2 separate regions of the Cyprinus carpio genome follow, and region 1 is linked to region 2. A link is a contact called in public Hi-C data. All regions are on one chromosome and are shown on one strand. The core of a region is the stretch at or near the end of the contact, and the rest is flanking DNA. Distances in the headings are between cores, read along the strand shown.

Region 1 (4,745 bases), core at 1,271-3,770, 38 kb after region 2:
TCAGAAGTCTCCCCGTCAAACTTTGCTCCTGTGTCTGTCCCAGTGAAGTTGGAGTCCATCATGTCCAGTCTTGATAATTTAGGTGTTTGTCAGACCAAGTCACCCAAGTAGTGGGAGATCTGACAACATCCTGCCCCGGGAGGCATAGGGATAGGAGGGCCCGTGCTAGGAGGGCCAGAACCCTTTGTTCAGAGACCCCTCATGCACTTATTCTGGAGGATGTCAAGTTGCCTGCTGCTTCAGTCATGGCCACGGAGGCCAGTTTTGAGCAGTTCTTTCCAGTCACTCCAGGGCCAGTCAGACCCGCTCTGGTCATTCCAGAGCTAGCCAAGCCCGCTCCAGTCATTCCTGAGCCAGGCAAGCCCGCTCCAGTCATTCCAGTGCCAGTTCGGTCCACCCTAGTCATTCCAGAGTCTGTCGAGTCTGCCCAAATCATCCCAGAGCCAGCAGAATGTTTAGTTTTCCCTCCCTAGTCATTTTTTACAAGTCTTTTGATCGGTGTTCTCTTGTTGTCTTGTCTTTGTGTGTTTGGTTCCTGCCCTGCTTCCTGAGTCCTCCCTGGTCGCTGCTTCATCTGGCCTGACAGACATTCTGATGCTTCAAGAGTTACTACCCCAGTGCCAAGCCTGTGGTTCCTTGGGCTCCTACCTAGTCTCCTTTGCCACAGAGTCTGGAGTTTCTCCATCCTCGGCCAGCATGTTTCCCCTGTCGTGTGCCTTGGCCTATTGTGTGGACTATCTGCCTGCCTGCCTCTTGTGTTCCCAGTTCTGTTAATAAATTTGTTCCCCTGTTCATTCTGCATCTGGATCCTCCCTTGCCAAACCTTGACAGTAAGTGTATAATGCCAAGTGTTTTAAAAACTGTTCAGATTTTAAGTCATGTAATGTATTCCAGCATTAAAGGGTTACTCCACCCAAAAATAAAAATTGTCATTATTCACTTACCCCCATGTCAACCCCGCGCCACAAGGACATTTTTTTTTTTTTTTTTTTTCCCAAACATGTATTTATGCTTTGGTTTGAAAGACAACAGCGCAGCGTGGCTGAAACAGAGCATACGCCGCCTGTGTACTGCTCAGGTTTGTCAAACTGGTGCTATGCTGATTTGGAGAGACACAGAGGAGAGGTATTGTTGAATAAAGTCGTTTTGTGTTTTCATATACAATAAGTATTCTCGTCACTTCATAACATTACGGTTGAATCACTGATGGCAGATGGACTATTCTGATGTTGCTTTTCATACTTTCCTGTCAATAACCTTGACAGTGTTATTTACTTGGCAGTCTATGGGACAGTCTCAAGCCTCCCTGTTTTCATCCAAAATATCTTAAATTGTGTTCCGTTGACAAACAAAGTGTTTATGGGTTTGGAACGACATGGGGGGTAAGTGATTAATGACAATTTTCATTTTGGGATGGAGTATCCCTTTAAGTCAGTGATGCTCAACCAGGTTTGACTGATGCTCAATCAAAATCCTTAAAATAAGCTAAAACAAAAATGGATAATACTTTAATTTGCCCTCAATGAAATTTAAATTATATAATAAGTTATGTATGGACATTCATAACTTCTGGAAATTAAAATAAAAGGGGGGTGTTTAAGAGCCACTGCCCTAACTTTAACCTTAGTATCACATTCTTATAAATAGCATTACTCTGCCACGATCCATGATATTTCTTAATTCAGAACTGAATCCAAGAAGTCTGAACTTTTCTTGATGCGACTGCATGATTAAATTGACCAATGAAATTGGCTTTGGGGCGGGGTCATTCATGACACAGACGCACTGTGGTTCGCCTCAAAAGTACAATGTGAAAAGAGACCAGCAAGGACCTGGGGAGGTTGGTGGAACTGAAGTCAGGTTCAGAAAAAGCAATCAAAAACCAAGTGTGAAAACAGTCTGAGAGGTGAAAAGCCAAGCCAGATGGGGTTGCCAGTTTAATTTGTGATGCCAGCTTTGACCTAACCATTACCTAATTTTCCAAAAGATCTCCCATCACTTCTGCAGGCAAGGATGATGTAACCTATAAAGTTTCTTGTTTTAACATGAGTTTAGCAGTGTACATTTTCTATATATAGGCTTTGCACAGGGACAGATGAGAAACTATGAGCAAGGAAAGAACTGGAGCACCTTGTTCTAAATCCATCTCCCCCATTGTGCATTACACATGTTTTCCTTGTGAGGCAGCTCTCAGTGGTTTACATTTTTATGATGCTCTACAAGTGAATTAAATGATAATTTAGCAATTTGCAATATTACTAAATGTTATGATTCAGATAAAAAAAACAATAAAGGTTATACAATCTATAAATAAACTAAATCGCTAAAAAGTTTATCCCTCACATACTGTAAACACGTTATATTGATCTATGCACTCAGTAAACAAACGCAAAAGTAGTTTGTAAATACCAAAGGCTTCTCCATTGTGGACACTTTTGTTTTGTTTCATATGTAACGGCCAGTAAATGGTTAATATCTTCCAGATATATTAATCAGATTCAGAGGCAATCTTGACACAAGTTTGAGCTGTGACGGTTTGACAAGCTCACAGATGACGCGCTGGGAGGAACTCGAGTCACCTCTACAGCTTCCTTCATCCTCGACAAACTGCTCACCGTTTTATTTTCCTCCTGACACGGAAATTAGGTTGGCGCAGTTCTCGATTACGGCGGTTTTTCTTTTTCATACACACACCGACAGCGTGAGCAGCCTTTCTCTTCTCTCAGGTATAGCAAGCCAATAAGCGCTCGCGGACGGTGCCCAGACACGCGAGCTCACGGAAAAAGAGGCGGGAACCTCGCGCACCTTCAGAGGACGCGGAGCGCGTGCGCGCGCACTCACACCGCTCGAGCACACACGGAGCAGCAGCTTCACGGACTCAAACCGGCGGCTTGCAGAAGGGGCAGGTGGACGTCTGCGCAGACTACCACCTCCGCTTGGCGGTCTAAAAGCACCTCGGTGAAAAATTTGGCCACTTCAGTCCGTCCGTGATCTCGGTGTCATTTGTCACAAATACATGCCGTTCAAGTGCTCGTAGTAAACAGTTCCTCGAGATGGAAAACGCCCACACTAAATCTGCATCAGAAGTTTTAACAAACTTCGGTGTGAACGAAAACACGGGACTCACGCTGGAACAAGTGAAAATTAATTTCGAAAGATATGGACCAAACGGTGAGTAAGCACTCATGTATGTACCTGGCTGTTTCTAAGTGTTTGCTCTGGTGCCGGTGGAGTCGAACATAGACATTCACACGCGTTCCCTACAGCGGAAGAAAGTTATTCTTTATAATCAGGTGCCTCGTAGGCTTTTATCTCGCTTAAATCTTAAGAAATAGGAGAAGAGCAGTTTCCAGCTTGGTTCGGTCCATAGTGAAGTAACGTTACATTGCTGATGAGATCTCTGAAATGATGGATTGTGATGCTGCAGCCTCTAAGTTGTGGACTTCTACTGAGAGTAACCTTGACTCATAAGCACATATGATGCTTTGTTAAAGTGCTATGCATAAGTCAGACTATGAAGAAAAATGTATTCTTTCTTCATTTCATGGATAGTTTGTTAGGCTAATGTATAATCATGAAGTCATATCTGTTCAGCCTTGCTCTCTTTTATGACATGGGACATTATGACCAACCAGACCGGCATTTTCCATTCACCCTCTTTTTATGACCCTTAGTTTGAATTCAGGCAAATCCAAAGTGATTTGCGCTCTGTAATGTACCTGGCCGTGAGCCTTAGAGTGGAAAACCTTCTGTTGAGGTGGCTTGCAGGACTGAGATGCAAGTGTCCACGTCCTGCAGGGTTTCAGACACCCCTCATTTTGAGCCACAAGCTCACACACTCATTGAGCCGCAGATGTTTTTGGCTCAAAGGCATGTGCAGGGAAAAGCCTTCCCTTTGAAAAGGAAATATTGTTTCAAGAGATAAAGAGCTAGATAATGTACCAGTGACCAGCATTATGGAACTTGAGAAACCTGTTTTCTACTTCCTCAGTGAGATAAAATGTTCACGTAGAAACAGTGCGCGTCAGGTTACGTTGCCCTACTACTGTTTGTTTCAGAGGACACTTAAAAAGAGCTTTTTATTTTTTTTATTTATTTTTTTTGTTTGTTGCGTAAGACTGTATTGTACTAAAGTATTCTGTTGTGTTTCATTAAGTCATGTAAGTGGATCTGAAGAATAGTGGCACAAGCTGTGGATCTAATAAGATAACAATAGTTACATTTCCATGTTGTAATGATGAGGAGAATATATTTGCATTTTCTTTAAACTGTTCAGTTTTTTTTTCCATCGTATGACGTCACACTGGAAGCTTTATTGGTTCGCTTCACAGCTGTGCATCGCATGATTTATTTTGGAGGGTCGAGTAATTGAGAGCATTGTATAATGGCATGAACAAGCATGAAAGTGTGTTTGTCCCATATGTCACAGTTTTGATACCCAGGATACCCAGGCACTCATTTCTATCTATCTGCTGTCTAACCTTACACTTGATAGCAGTAACTCTGAACACTTTTTTTTGTGCAGATGGAATACCTTTTTTGTCAAAAGTTTTTGAAAAGCTGCAGTTTAGCTTGCCGTCGTTGCTTATCATATCAATCTCCATGACAGAATTTGCACTTTGACGCACTTCTGCAACACTTTTGCTCATACAATAATATTCAAATTAGAACAGTGACACTTCCAAATTAACATACAGAAGATATTGTCTATCATTTTTGAGAGAATAAGCTAGTGTCAGTGTGTG
Region 2 (4,726 bases), core at 1,766-4,265:
TCGTGACTGAGCCATTGTTTATTTTCAGTATGGGAACACTAGAAAATGGGATCAGAACTCTTAACTAATCGGAGATTGTGGGCTCACATTTGCATGAGAGTTTCAGCATGTCATTGCTCAGTTTTTGCACCGTTTGAGTCGGAAATGAGACGGAAAGAAGAAAAAAACAGATAAGAAGTTCAGACTCGTTCTGTCTTCCTCTCCTGTAGTGTAGTACACTCATTTCTGCGGGACGATAAAAGCCCCTCCTTCACAGAGGAAGTGGTTTCAAATGTGTTCTGACATGACTAAAGCTGCAACCTCTCCACAGTCTACAGAAATTTCTGTCAAGAAGTATTTTGTGATCTCTAGATGCCTTTCGTTTTGGTGTAGAAGAGGTGTGTGATCTGATCAGCTTCTCCATTCATAACTCCTCCCATAAGTCATTAAAACTGAGCTGTCAGCAAGAAGGTTATTTGACAAGATTTAGGAGATATTGGCATGGGTGTATCATGGTGTTTTACGTGGAAAAACTATTTTCTTAAACATGATGTGTCATTTTTGAATTGTCACTTTCTCCCATCCATTCTTAATGTTTTAAGACATTTGTAGGAAAGCAAGTTGTAGGTTCTTGCAAAACTGCTAATTACACAGACACACATATACTGTATATACATGTTTGTGTGTGAAATAACAATATATACTGTATATATATCTTTACAATTTAAAATAACTGTTTCTATTATATTTAAAAATTAAATTCCTGCCTGTGATGGCAAAACTGAATTTTCAGCAATTACTCCAGTCTTCAGTGTCACGTGATCCTTCAGAAATCATTCTAATATGCTGAATTTGTTGTCAATGCTGAAAACAGCTGTGCTGCGTAATATTTATGTGGAAACCATTTCAACCAGTCAAAATATACAAACTATATAAACAAAATTAGGAAGGACAGCAAAATAAAAATGTCAGTGAGCAGTGACATCTTTGTGCAAACTTCCTTTTAAATGTTTAACGTCAGTTGTACATCTTTTGTGCTCTACTCATTCAGTTTCCCATTTCTCATTCGCTTTTCTAGCCTAGTGTGCCATCTGGAGTTCATGAACACATTTCAACAGTGTATGGTTTATTCTTGCCAGTCTGTGCATGAGGATGCATTAGCCTGGTCAACCTCGTTGTGTGCGGTTTATACTGTACATATTGTCACTGTAGAATTTTTACCCTGCTATGAACATGCTCACTGATTTTTCAGGGTTTAACACAACACAGTACTTCTTTTTAAACAATGTACTAGTGTATTGTATTGTATTATGCCTACTTCACATAACATGTTTATGGGTTCCACCATATTCCCTCAAAGGCTCCCCAGAGATCGTATAACAGCCTCTGCATAACACAGAAATACTTATTTATAGACTTTAGACTTTGATCAATGTGAAATACCTGGAACAGTGCAAATACTCCTACTTCAGGAAATGAGATAGCAGAGGCAGGGCTGATTTAGATGCTGTCTGGTTTGATTCAGAGTTATGTCATCAACAGCATGGTGCTATTCCAAACTCCAGATTAACAGCTCCTGCTGAGTTACAGAAGTGTGAGCCAGTATATGGTGAATAACTGTATAGTCTAACTGGCCTTGAATTGAACTGACCTCTCATCAAATTGTTTTCCTGGCAGGTGCTGTAGAATAAATGCAGCTTATTTTACATATATCGATGAACTTTAAAGGTGCTAAATGTGGTTATTGTGGTTAAATATTAAAGCTGTTTTACGTGTCTTTTCATTTGTCCATCAGGAGCAGGACGTCCTGCAGGAGTATCTTCTTGCTCTCACTACCAATGAACAGCTAGTAGTGCGCACTGCTCAGGTAAGACTGCCACAGTTCCTGTAGTGTTCATATACATTTTATTTTATTTTAGCAGATAACAGTCATGAGCATGTCCGAGAAGGTATGCCATAAACACAACATTTGTAACATTAAAATTAGATCGGTAAAAAGGTTGTATTCTGTAATATTTATGTAAATGAACCTTGTAAATAATTTATCTTTTTTTTAATGGAATTTGATAAATTAACATATAATATAATTTTGTAGTCATTTGTAATCAGTATATACAGCTGAATTATTTGACATAAAGGAAAAAGGACAATAGACTTTGGAATACAATGTATAGTTAGTAAGTGTTAGTAGTTGAAGATGACATTCAGTATGAAGACACTAAACTGATGCGGCCATATTTAAATGAGTACACGTGTATATACCAGGAGCCACAGAGGGTTTTCAGTGCTCTTGGTTCACTGCTTAAAAATAAGATGTGGCAGAGCCTAGTGCATTAACTCGTGCCATAAAGCTGGAAGGACAGGAAACCACAGCACAGTGGAAAGGTGAATGTTTAGTGTCCCACCATATGCTGCTGAGAAATAATGATCCTGTAATGTCTAATAGTGTGTAAAGCTTGTTTTATTAGCAAACCTTGATGACAGACAGGCATTGTACAGTATGGATACTTGATGCAAAATTAATGAGTGTATTTTATTATTACTGCATATTAGCGATCCCGTTTGTTGTTTGATATTGTTTCTGTTGCAGTAACATTCATTGTAGTACAGATTAATAAATGAAATTTGAGGAAATACTTCTCTAAAAAAAATTTTTCTCGAGTTCTTGAGTAAGAGCATTTGACCTTTGTTCACATAAACCGATAAGAGCATTAGTGAAATAAATATTTGCGCTCCTCATCACGTGACGGCTCTAACCAAATATTATGCTTAAACAGCTGAACATCAGAAAGGATGTTAATTAAAACACCAGTGTCAATTCTGGCATGAGGCATGAGACGTACCTATCATCCATATACAGCAGTACATGTGTGTGAGAGTGCGTTTGTGTGTGGGCTGTGGGCAACTCTACTGCATTTAGTCATTAAGGCCATTATCGTGTTTGGTGCGGCACAGTTCATCTCCGGCACAGGGGCGACTAAAGGAACACATTCTGTTGTGTAGGACGGGATTAATGCTCTGTATTTATCTTATCCCAAGCACCTTTTTAGCTCAAATAAAAACATGCTCGTAATATTCATGAAAGCCAAACAAGTGGTTTGATGTTGTTAACAAAATAGCATTTTTGTGCCCAAAAAGTTTTTAAATGGGCCAAACAGCAACATATTTGAAGTGTGATAATTGTGTGTTTGTGTGTGGGTGTTTTTGCTGAACTGTGAGGGCCACAGGTGTGTGAAACGGTTTGAGAAATTACCCACAATGTTTTGCTTAATGGTTTTTTTTTTCTCTTACTCTCCCTCTCTCTGACTTTTTCTGCCATTGACCCCTCCCCCCTCTTTCTTTCTCCTCCTGTACTCATTCATTCATTTCTCATTTCTTTATGTCATTCTCTCCCCTGTTTTATTGCACAGGCGCTGAAGAACATCGCAGCCATCAGCCTGGCCATTAATTACCCAAATAAATCCACTACACTGCTCAACCTGTCCCCCTGAAAGAGGGATGAAAGAGAGATTGAGATGAGAGAAGGGAAGCTTGCCAGAGGCCCATGGAAACGGCCTTCTGCGCTCGCCGGCTCCGGCAGGAGCGGGCCACATATCGTCTTCCAGAAAAACCCACCTGTAAACACATCCCTTCGCTGGTTTACTCATAAAGTGGGGGGTGCAGTGATCTCGCACCTCTTCGTAATCGCTGTTTCTCATCTCGTTTGAAAAAGTTTCCTCTTGAAATGCAGGCGAAGGTGTTTTCTTTTTCACCTTGTCCATTTGACCTCTGCTTTAACAATGAGGGTTTATTGGGCTATGCCAAATTTGTTTCTCACCCATAAGCACATGTTTCTTTCTCTGTTCCTTCATTTTCTTTTCTGGAAAAACCACCGTGGGCAAGACAATCGATCAAAGTGAAAGCAGGTCACCTTTCCCTGCCTCACACACTCTCTCTGGACACGTTGCCTAAAAATACAAAGCTGCCGATGCAGTCTCATCCTTCAAAGTGGCCCGAGACTACATAAACAACTCACACTATATCAAAACCTGTCTGAAACCTTGGGGCCTTCTCTCTCTTCACCCTCAGTGAAGCCTGACGAGCTGATGTTTGTTCAGTACTAGCAGCTAGCAGTTACACTCGAAAACAACATGCTTCTAGACAAATGTCAGCTGATGTTTGTGAGTAAATAAAAAATACAAAAAACTGAGGTTGACATGCCATGCGAGTCCAGAAGGCACCGTTTGCCTTAAGAGTGCAGCTCAAAGTGATCTTGCAACTGATTGTGGGTCAGTTAACAAAGATATATAACATGTCCTAGTAAGAGGAATGTCAGCGCTTGTGTCTTACATTGTCATGTCCCAGATTCTAAACTCACTCATAATGCTGCATACCACAGGAAATGTAGAGCACTATGTACATGAAATATCACTTTATGTTGTACTGCATGCATCACTGGACTAAACCATATTGTCCATTACTGTTAGTGACATATCGGTTGGGGTTTTATAGATATATTCTGTAATATTACCGAGGTTGGAGACGTTCTGAACTGTTTGATCGGTGGATGATCTTAAGGTGCACAACTTGATAATCATAAACTTCATCCATCAAAGTGGTTTCCTTCATATATAGCGATTGAGACTCACCAGTATTTTAACTGTGGTGACATGGATACGGTTATGGAAGCTTTGTTTTATATATATATATATATATATATATATATATATATAATATATATATATATATATATATATATATATATATT

What was found. A called contact is a pair of places that touch in the nucleus more often than the background predicts.
Region 1: a Hi-C map of liver shows a contact between it and region 2, with 1.7 times the contacts expected there. The contact joins the promoter of LOC122144869 here to the enhancer-like site in region 2. A contact is called at or near these places in 2 of 8 Hi-C or Micro-C datasets (both in liver).

Annotation. Positions count from the first base shown.
Region 1 is chrA5:17,875,753-17,880,497 of ASM1834038v1, forward strand. LOC122144869 (sarcoplasmic/endoplasmic reticulum calcium ATPase 1-like) reads left to right here and starts at 2,521. Exons shown (of 10, transcript XM_042756087.1): 1 at 2,521-3,171. The coding sequence starts at 3,054. It overlaps LOC109077243 (a long non-coding RNA gene), which reads right to left and starts at 2,750. Exons shown (of 3, transcript XR_002015554.2): 1 at 2,616-2,750.
Region 2 is chrA5:17,837,171-17,841,896 of ASM1834038v1, forward strand. It overlaps LOC109079895 (zinc finger ZZ-type and EF-hand domain-containing protein 1-like), which reads left to right. Exons shown (of 56, transcript XM_042756086.1): 55 at 1,775-1,846; 56 at 3,390-4,726. The coding sequence ends at 3,470. Among protein-coding and RNA genes, the nearest start is that of LOC122144869, 39 kb to the right of the region's middle. Within about 2 kb of position 3,016, at least 1 of the 8 cell types and tissues checked has an H3K27ac peak or open chromatin away from gene starts, as enhancers often do. A contact at or near this core is called in liver, where this site is marked.